2 separate regions of the Drosophila melanogaster genome follow, and region 1 is linked to region 2. Evidence: chromatin contacts called from public Hi-C data. All regions are on one chromosome and are shown on one strand. The core of a region is the stretch at or near the end of the contact, and the rest is flanking DNA. Distances in the headings are between cores, read along the strand shown. Region 1 holds the start of E(var)3-9 (Enhancer of variegation 3-9). Region 2 holds the start of CG11964.

The links. A called contact is a pair of places that touch in the nucleus more often than the background predicts.
Region 1: a contact with region 2 is called in a Hi-C map of the S2 cell line, with 2.1 times the contacts expected there. The contact joins the promoter of E(var)3-9 here to the promoter of CG11964 in region 2. A contact is called at or near these places in 21 of 107 Hi-C or Micro-C datasets (the Clone 8 cell line, the Kc167 cell line, the ML-DmBG3-c2 cell line and 9 more) and 2 of 6 datasets of contacts at active chromatin or transcription factors (the Kc167 cell line and the S2 cell line).

What each region holds. Positions count from the first base shown.
Region 1 is chr3R:8,990,407-8,995,551 of dm6, forward strand. It overlaps E(var)3-9 (Enhancer of variegation 3-9), which reads right to left and starts at 2,543. Exons shown (of 4, transcript NM_141595.3): 1 at 2,271-2,543; 2 at 1,384-2,221; 3 at 1,274-1,321; 4 at 239-1,215. The coding sequence starts at 2,459. The coding sequence ends at 524. CG11975 reads left to right here and starts at 2,847. Exons shown (of 4, transcript NM_001275465.1): 1 at 2,847-3,044; 2 at 3,130-3,216; 3 at 3,293-4,054; 4 at 4,121-4,806. The coding sequence starts at 2,978. The coding sequence ends at 4,227. It overlaps CG11970, which reads left to right. Exons shown (of 4, transcript NM_001300314.1): 4 at 1-243. CG31100 reads right to left here. Exons shown (of 6, transcript NM_001275466.1): 6 at 4,823-5,145. The coding sequence ends at 4,924.
Region 2 is chr3R:8,942,475-8,947,938 of dm6, forward strand. It overlaps CG11964, which reads right to left and starts at 2,546. Exons shown (of 4, transcript NM_141590.4): 1 at 2,482-2,546; 2 at 991-2,424; 3 at 731-926; 4 at 480-669. The coding sequence starts at 2,511. The coding sequence ends at 584. ScsbetaA (Succinyl-coenzyme A synthetase beta subunit, ADP-forming) reads left to right here. Exons shown (of 9, transcript NM_141589.4): 9 at 204-553. The coding sequence ends at 360.

The DNA of each region.
Region 1 (5,145 bases), core at 1,293-3,792, 48 kb after region 2:
GGAGCGGAGAGGCTTGGTAACCACGTTGAATATCCTTACCGGTTACACTTTCTTCGATTTTGTTTAAACAACACTTGTAATTTATCTATGTAAGCAGAAAGATCGCAAATATTGCTTTGTACTAAGTAAATATAATGGACAACGATAAGATGTCCCATCCAGCAACCAATTTTATGGAACAGTTTATAAAAAATAATATATATATATATATATACAGACCCAATAAAACTCAGATGAAACCAGAAGGGCCATGTTTATTTGCAATACAAAAACCAATGTGCTTTGCATTTTTCCAACTCTGTATGGATAAAAGGCAAATGCAAAATGGTTTCTATTTTATTAAACATTAAAATTCGAATGTAAGTACTTCGCCAACCAATTATATAAAAATAAGAAAATTTAAATAACAAATTTCAACGTTTGCATTTGGCAGGCCAGTGGAAAATGATAAGATGCACAATACTCTTACATTTTTAGAAAAATGAAATTAATATGGAATAATGGCTATACGCTAGAAACGATACTAACCCTTATGCTGCTTAAGATGTCTGTTAAGCTTAATTTTTAAGTCAAAGGATCTGCCGCAAATGTAGCACGAGATGTACGCTTTTTCTGGCACCTGTTGGACAGGAGAGCTGTCATTAGAGGTCGCTGAAGTCCTGCTCTCCTGCTGGGCAGTGCTATCTAATTGAGAAGAAGACTCTAGGACGACTCTTTCTTTGGACTCGATGGTTTGCTTCTTGGTTATCTTTGCAATGGGCGACGTAGGTATTTCCTGCGTGGTCTTTCTCACTAATGACTGGTTGTCTGAAGAGCGACGCCTCTTTCTTGTCTGTGTGTGAGTGGCCAGCACATGAGCCTGCAGCTGCTGGGCCTTCTCGAATGTGTCGCTGCAATATGAGCACTTAGTGACACTTTCAGTTGGCTCGGTTGACGGTGAAGCTACATCTGCTACATCAGGAACTTCTCCGTTTGCAGGTGGGCCCATTGGACATTGAATGTCCGCATGATTGGAAGTCTCTATTGAAGGAACACTGGAGTTTTCGGTTACATTAGAATCTTCAGGAACAGTGGATTCCCCAGGAATATTTGAGCCCTCAGAAGCCGTGGTGACTTCGGCGACACTGCTTTCCAGTGAAGATAAATGTTGAGATTGAAGGTTAACTGGAAGCTGCTCCAATTTTTTCAGTTGCTGGGCAAGTTCGGCTTCACCCTCTGGGCATTAAGTGTAAAGTTATAAACAAATAAAACCGTTGTAATTCTTCTTACTGACCTTCTAAGTGCTTTTTCAAATGTGCGTGTAGAGTGGCGTTTTTCACAGCTGCAAAGGTAAATGTGATTAATCCGATAAATTAGTTTTATAAGTGAGAATATTGAACTCACTTTTTCCACAGTATGTGCACTTTGTGCGTACGTGCACTGCCTGCTTGTGCTCCTTGAGAGTCTCCTTGGAGCTGCAGATGAACCCGCAAACGGGACACTTAACGTGCCGCTGTAGCTTGTGATACTTGATGTGAAACTTGATGCGCGATTCTTGGGCATTTGTGAACTTTTTGCCGCAAATATGGCATTCCCAGTCCTTGAGGAGATGGGTGCGGCGCATGTGCTCCATATGCGCATCCTGGTCGGGGGATTCGTAAAAGCATAGCTTACAACACACAACCGGCGAGTAAAGCGGGGGCGGAAGCGGGGCTGCCGCATCGTTGTCATCATCGTATGTAAATCTGACTATCTCCTCCTCCTCCTCCTCCTCATCTTCGGTGCCATCGTCGACCGTCCCGGAGAGATCCTCAATAGACGGTCCTAACATGCCGGACGTTAACGCATCGTTGTCTATCATGTCGAATCTGGAGTCGACTGGCGACGCAAAATTTTTGGGTTCGGGTGGCTGAAACTTGTCACTGTTCTGTAATGGCACTCGGGCCATGTGTTCCTCCTTAATGGGCACATGCGGTATGTCGAAGACGGCACACACGCGTCTACTACCGTCCTCGTCGCTGTTATCCTCCTCGTCGGTATCCAGATATATAAATCCGCAGAATTTCTCTTCCTCCGGCTCAATTTCCCGTTTAATAACGATGCCATTATGTTCGCGCTGGTACTCGAGCTCGCCGAACTGCTCCTGTGTCTCCACACAGCTGCGCTTGAATTTAATCAGCCGGTGAAACTCGGCAATGCAAGCGATGCACATGTACTGCGGTCGTCCGTCTTCCCTCGCAACCTTTGGGACATAAGTTAGGTACACATAGTACGATTCCACTACTACCAACCTTTATGTTCCAATCATTCATTTGCTCGAGAATCTCCGCCATATCTGCGACGGCGGCGTCATCCGAACCGAAAATGGGCTTCACAATCGCCTGGTCCATGTCCATTCCCATGGTAAAGTAAATTCCGCAAGTCCGGCAGGGTTCGATGGAGTCCTCATTGAAGCCATTCAGATCCGCACTGAACTCCATGGTGCGCTAGCATATATTCAATTTTTACAGGAATCCGTTCCACAAAGCGACCATTTTCCTTTTTGTTATTCTGTGAAATTGGAGGTGGAGCATCTTGGACAGTGTTGCAAAATTATACCCGTCGGTCGATAGTGAAGGATTGTGGGTGGTAGTGATGCTGGCAGTATCTAATTATCTAGATACTACCGATAATAGCTAGATCTTTAGCTTTAAAAAAAACCTTATCCAAAACAGCATTGCAGATTATTTATAATGTTTCTTTGTGTTACGTAACTACTCAAAAACTCATAGCAAGAAGTTCTTAAACCCAAAAATATCCCGATTTAGCGGATCGTCTTTCCTCATTGAAAGTTATCGATTCACCGCCCGGCCACTTTTCGACGATACTCAACACTGTGTCATTGTTTTTATACGAAAAAACACAATCATCCGCCGTCCGAGCAATTGTTTTCCTGCCTGCCCAGCAACTGTATTGAAAATCACCAGAGCCCGGGCTTCCAGCATCCCCGGAGAGTGCAATGAACCTCACAGAGCAAAACCCATATGGAAACGGGCTGCTCTACGCAGCCTTCAATCAAGACCAAGGTACGTACATATGTGCGGATGTGTGTTATTTACATATACACGATACACCTTATCGGTATAATATAACTGGCCTTTTGCGTTGCAGGATGCTTCGCGTGCGCGACGGACACCGGATTCCGGGTCTACAACTGTGATCCGCTGAAGGAGAAGGAGCGCCAATACTTTCCAGAGGGTATGATTGTCAAAAAAAGAGTGCGGGAGACTCCCACGGCCTAAAACAAATTCCATTGTCTACAATTCCGATTCAGGTGGTCTCAGCCATGTGGAGATGCTGTTTCGTTGCAATTACTTAGCCCTGGTTGGAGGCGGCATCCGGCCGCTGTACCCGCCCAACAAGGTGATCGTGTGGGATGACCTGAAGAAGTCCCCGGCCATATCGCTGGACTTCAATCAGCCCGTGCGGGCGGTACGACTGCGTCGGGATCGCATCGTGGTCGTGTTGGAGGGCGTGATTAAGGTGTTCACCTTCACTCAGCAACCACAGCAGCTGCACGTCTTTGAGACCAGCTCAAATCCCAACGGGCTGTGTGTGCTGTGCCCGCACAGCAATAAGAGCCTCCTCGCATTCCCCGGCCGTCGAACTGGCCACGTTCAAATTGTTGATCTGGCCAACACAGAGCGGGCGCCGCTTGAGGTGATCGCCCACGAGGCTGGTATCAGCTGTATTGCCCTTAATCTGCAAGGCACGCGACTAGCCACCGCCGGGGAAAAGGGCACCCTCATCCGTATCTTCGATACGGAAAGTGGCAAGAAGGTATCAGAGCTGAGGCGCGGAAGCAACCACGCCAACATATTCTGCATCAACTTTAACCACCAGTCCACAATGGTGGTCGTCGCCTCCGATCATGGCACCATACACGTCTTCAACCTGGAGGACAACAAGCCCCGTGAATCCTCGCTGCCCATAATACCCAAGTATTTCTCGAGCCAGTGGAGTTTTGTCAAGTTTTCAATACCCCAGGGACCTCGATGTGTATGTGCCTTTGGCGCCGATCCTAATTCGGTTGTGGGTAAGTTGGAAATGGAGTGGATCCTTCCCTGAGATTTCTTTAATCGACATTTGTTCTCTTATACAGCCATTTGTGCAGACGGCCACTATTATAAATTCCTATTTAACAATAAAGGCGAGTGCAGTCGAGACATCTGCACACAATTCCTTGAGCTGCAAGACGATGAGACCTAGAAACAAATCCGATTGTTGCGAACGCCTTTGATGCATCTATACAATTATATATCTCCATGGAAATGTGTTATACAATATTACTTATAAGCATGCTTTAAAATACGTTAAAAGTCGAGTTCACATAAATGTAGTTATACCTTGAGACATGATTGTGGATATTTTATATTTTATTTGAAACATAAACCGATAATCCAACATGCTCATTTAATTTTACTTTAGCCTTCATTTTATGCATTGTTACGCCAATTGTAACTTTAAAAGCTGAAAAAGGTTTTTGTTTTATTTCCCCACTGAGAAATTAAGATTTACTTATTAATTTTAAATGAACTTGAGCTTATCGTTTTTGTTGGCACTACATTTTTTTATAATTTTAAGGGACATTACTCATTTTCATTACCATTGCCGTCGGTAATAGTGCATAGTTTTTTCTGATAAGTAAACCTTTGCAAGAAATGCTATTATTGTTATCCACGAACGTTTAAAGGTTTTTAGATAGAGGTTGGTAGTGAATCATTACAAAGACTACTTGAACCTAAAAATAAAATAGACGAAACCCATTTCGAATTAAACATGTTACATAAAAACCACGTCATATACATAAAACTAAATTGTTAAGTTTATTTCTCAGAAATATCACTGGAATGTTAAGCACTTTTAAAGAATGTTTAGGTGATGACACAGTCCACTCGCAGCCCCTCACAAATGTGTGGTGTTACTCTCCTCGAAGGCAGGATTGGACAACCCAACTCCTGCTGTTCTTCCGTTCTGTGAACGCGGCGTAAAATCGCTCTGTTGCAAATGGATGATCTTTGTCTGCTGCGTCGATGTGATGGGCACTTGGAAGTTACCTTGCATATTAATAGTATTCCCGGGGAATTGTGCCTCATCCTTGATGGGTAACTTGTTGCTGGGCTGCTT
Region 2 (5,464 bases), core at 1,296-3,795:
TAAATTTTATTTATTGAAATGTGACCCTGCTTTTAAAGCAGATCCATCATCTTGTGTATTATCCTATTTAGTTTGCTTTAAATTAAAACACCAAACAATCATACACCGAACCTGGCTTTTGCGTTATTCAAAGACTGCTTAAAACAGTGCGTTTTAGTTCATTTTTAAATAGAGTCTTACTAACTTTAATCACTGCACCTTAGGGGCAAGGGCGATTGCAAGAAAGATCAAAAACAGCCCGACAGTAAAGGTGGCAAGAAGTCGGAGAAGAAAGATGACAAGAAATCTGATTGCACAAAAAAAGAGGAAAAGAAAAAGGAAGAAAAGAAAGACATTTGCGAAAAGAAAGGTAAAAAGTAAAGGGATACAAATTTTGTAATAAACAATGCAGGATCGAGCCGGATGTGTTTGAGACTTACACCATCAAAAAGAAGGAAGCCATTGTTTAAATTCAAAATCCAAATTTGCCACAAAAGTTTCATTGTTCAAAATTTTAATCTCAAATTTCAGATGTAAACTTCTGACCCGCCACATTTTTAAAGATTTTCATAATATTTATGTTTTGTTTATTGTGTGTTGAGCCTTAGAAACGATCGACTAGAGATAATATGTGGTTCTGCTCCTGTTCCCGCCAGTCGGTGTCGCCATCGCCCAGGTTGCCAGCGTATTCTGTGAATGAATTTGAAATTTGAACATCTAAGTTTTACTGGGCATTCCATTTGTGGTTTACCCCTCATTATGCTGCGAATGGTCTTCATGGAAGCGCCGCGCAAGTTAAGGATCTGCAGTACACGCTGCTTGACGGTGTCGCCAGTGGCACTGACCTCCAGCAGGATGTAGTCGATGCGCTGCAGCGTGAACAGCCCGCCGGTCAGTCGTTTTATATAGTTATTCTCCGCCTCCTCGTCCTCATCAATGGTGGGATCCTATGCCATGATATTGGTTTTCAATTGATTAGTTTATGGTTACACATAAAACTTCATTTCGTACCTTAGCCTGCTGATCGATCTCCTTGTCTATGGCTTCCACCTTGGCCAGATACTTGAGGTGCAGCTCCAGCAGGCGATCCACCTTCTCGTGATCATTCTCCGTGAACTTGGCCAACATTCGCTGGCGGTGTGTGCCCTTGCAGTTTCGCAACATTGATGCGATTACGGAGGTCACATGCTCCTCATGCTCATCGGCGGAGATTAGGCGCTGCTTGTTGCGCTTGGGGGTTTTCATAAAGAGTGGGAAGATGGTGCGCAAGCCGAGAATTTCGACAAACTTGTTGCAGTTGTCTCTGCCATCCTGGCCAGCCATGGCATGATCCAACACCTTGAGCGATCCATTTCTAGACATCTTCTTCTCGCGCAGCATTAGGTTCATCAGCTGCAGACCCTCGCCGCTGAGAAAACGATCGCGATTCTCGCGGGCCATCAGAGCGGAACAAAGGCAATTGAAGAGGTTCTGCATGTACTCCTGCTCCTCGTTGCTAGCGGGATCGTGTCTCTTGTAGACAGCCAGCTGCTGGAGCAGCACATCCACGCCATCCAGAGAACCCAGCAGTAATCGGTTCTCGTTCTCCGTTTGTATAAGTATGGAAAGTATCTCGCTGCAGTAGAGTTTGTTGGGATCGAAGGGCGACTTGCCGCGCAGCCGTTTCAGCAGCCAGGCGAGCAGTCCCTGTTCAGCGGCTTCCTTCACGAATTCCGAATCGATTTCGGTAAGATTTTCCACTATGGCCAGCGTATTATGCACGCCATCGGCTTCCTCCTTAACCTGTTCGTTCAGTCGCTCCAGATTCTGGACAAGCAGAGCACAGATTTGCTCTTTTCTCAGTGCTTCAATCAAGGATTCGGCACCCTCTTGACTTTCGCCCAGGATATCAACATCGGTCACTTCTTGCAGCAGATCTACCACGGCCACGGCTATGTCTGTGTTCTGATGTGCCAGCAGTTCGAGCAAACTGTGCAGGCCGTGCAGATCCACGAGAATTGGATACAGATCGGGCACCGTGGCCACGCCCTTCAGCTCCTGGATTACCGTGTGCAGCTCCACCTCGGAGTCCATGAACTTCTCGGGACTGTCGGCAAACTTGATGCGCATCTCCTGGTTCTTCAAGTTACGCTTCTCGAACACCAGTATCAGTTTCTTCAGGCTCTGCTCATCCAGAACATCGCCATCGGCCTCCTCGTTCTCCACGTACTTCAGGATGTTCAGGCGTTCCTCCTCTGTCAGTTCCGGATCGAATTCAAAGGCGGAAGTGCCACTGCCACCGGTGGCTCCTCCACTTTGCTTGACATAGTGTGCGGACTCCTTGGCATCGGCGATGCGCCGCATGCGTTTGGTTTTCTCATCGACACCGCCCCGTTTTCCGTGCGAGCTCGCCAAATCGAATTCATCGTCCTCGTCGTCGTGCGGACGCTTTGGCGTCTGTTCCGGCTACAGTTTGGAATGGTCCAGGTGCATGAATATCATTGGTATTATCCATATATTTACCTTAAACGCCAGCAGTTCGCCGATGTCCATTTTTGCGGGCCTTAAAAAACAATTAGTGCTGGAACGTTAGGCGATTCTTCAGCGATACTATCGAACGTGAACCGCACGTGAATGAAGATAGGTTCAGAACCATGATAAGCATGACTTAGCGGAGACTCAAGCCCTTTAACCCTTAGAAGGTGACATCATTATTTTGTTTGAATCATATTTAACTTCAAATTAATTCATAATTCTGATTTCAATTTGTGATTTAAATTTGTTATTACCTACATTTTATATAAATCAAAAATTAATTCAAATTTTAATTCGCTATTATATATTGCTTTTCGATATTTGTGCTCTTCAAATGTTACTTGAATTATAAGATTTTGTTTAAATAAATATATAATAATAATAATTACTAGGCAATTTTACAACATTTTATAAAGCAAAGCTAACAATCCTAAAAGAGCTTTAATAAGTTTAAAAACCTAGAATATGGTTTATAATTTCTGTATTCTTTAAATAATTAATACTTTTAATATGAAATTTAAAACTAGCAACTTGAACCCATTAAACATTTCTTTCGCCCACCCAGCCTCCCAAAAAGGGGCCTTTGGCTGTTTTAGCCCAGCGCCTGCGACTTTGACGACGAGTTTACATAAATTCCTAAAGGCCAAGCCCCAAAAATAAATTTACAACTGCTTTAAGCTCTGGCAATTCAACAAGTTGTTCGCGTCTATGAGTGTATGTGTGTGTGAGTGAGTGTGCGCTAGTGTGTGTGCTTTCTTCGAGCCAGTCTTTTTTTTTCAAGTCAGTTCGTCAGCGTGATTTGGCGTTGTTGTTGCTGCCTGTGCAGTTGCCATTGGTAGTGGTATTGGTATTAGTATTGTTGCTGTGGCTCCTGCCGCTTTTTTACTTTTTTCTGGCTTGTTTCATGCTGACCCACTTTTAGTGGCAATACGTGAGCCCGAACAGTGGGGCAAAACCTTAGTGAAAGCTTCGCTGTAAAAGAGCTTTAAAAATAGAAAATATATGGGAATTTTAAAGTGATCATATAAGCTATAGCTCAATTACGAAGAATAATAGAAAATATTTTAAAAATGAAATTACCTTATTTTCACTATATTTATAATTGTAAAAGTGCTTAGATTAAATTCAAAATAAATAATGAGTTTATGGATTTTGGCCACACTGTGCCGGGCAAAAAAGTCATAAACTGAATTGCCAACAGGTTATGGCGACTACCACGAAGACGACGGATGGCTTGTTTGCTGTTTTTGTTGCTGCGGCTCGACTGCGGCGGAGTAGTAAAAAGGGCCATGACAGTGACACTTTGAAGTTTGAGGTTAAATCGTCAATGTTGTTGCCTTGGTCTTGCTCTCTGGCTGGCATTGGTTGCTGTGTGGATGTGGATGGGGCTGTCTCACTTGGGGAATATACCCATAATATTTTGTGAGGCATTATTGTACCGCACATCGAATGCTGCCTTGCACTGCACTCCATTCAAAAGACTTAGGCAGCGAACTTGGAAAGAAATTACTTTGAACTCACGCATGCTCGCACGTTTTTTATGTTTTTCTTATTAATTATTTTTTTTTTTTGCCTGCCTGTTTTGCCGCATCTACACTCACACACGAGCTGGGATTTGAAAAGTGAAATTTCAAAGTAGAACAAGCGGCAACGGCAGCAACAACGCCGCACGTTTGGAGGTTCCAATAAAAATGGGGTCACTTGTCGTTGGCCAGTCGGTTGAAGTAGTAGAGCCCCCCCCCCCCTCTACCGAAAGCCCCTCGAATAGCCAACTCGGAACCCCACTGACCATTGATCGCATAGATCACGCGCCGTCTGCTCATGTTGTTGTTGTTCTGTAGTTGTTGCCGTTGTGCATTGTAAATTAATTGCAGTCGCGTCGCGTCTGTTTTTGGATTTTTTGGCTTGAACCGTTCTCAACCAGTTTTAGGCCATCCATCGTGTGTGCCATTAAAATGCAACACGAACTTGACAACGGAACGGAATAAATGGTGAAATATTTCTCTTCGAGCTTAAAGACTTTCCCTGTGACTAGATATAAGTTCTGTAAAGTGATTGTAAAACCTTTATGTCAACATACATACAAGTTATATTCATTTCGCTTTTGAATTTGCATCCGGTGTATTCTTGCCTTTGATCTTGTTACAATCATTTAAAAACGGTTAGCCTTCTACATTTTTGGATCGTAAAAATAATCAAGTTTAATCGCGTATTTCATAAGATTTTCGTTGTGCACTGTTTGCTTTTGCTGCTAATTAATGTTTTCTGCAGAGCGCTGCAAGAACAATAATAAAACCAGAACAACACTTAAATATTAATAATTGATTATAATGTTATTACAGACATGATTTATTCTCGCTAGAATCTTGGTCAGCGGATCGGCGAGGCGTGAATAAGTGCAGTGATCGTTGCAAAATCAAAAGTTGCACTTCGGCTATGAATTACATTTTTTAATTGCCGAAAATGAGCGAGTGCATAAATTATGAAAATTGCGAAATTTCGAGCCGAACAAGTCCAAGTATGGATCTTCAGCTCCTCCACTTCCGGCACGCGATCCATTTCCGTTCTGCTTTGCAGCTCTGCTGCTTCCTGCACCCCCCCCCCCTACACCGCCCTCGCCCGTCCATCTTGCATCAATCAAAGTCTCAATCAAGAGCAAAAGTAATCAAAACTAATAGCGACAATGGGGGGAAAAACACAATCCGAACAAATAAAGCCAAGCACACACAAATCATGGCCGTAAACAAAAAGGGAAGAAGTCGGGGCGCGACAAGAGCAAATAAGGCAAAATCGTTAGAAATAACAATATATATATGCGCGTGTACATGTGTGTAAAAAATGGCATGGCAGAGGCGACAGCAACAGCAGCAATCCCATCGAATGGGCCACAAAACACAGAAAATAACAAACAAACAACAAAATACACACACAAAATAGAAATGGAGAGCAACTTTCACCCAAGGTCATTGTG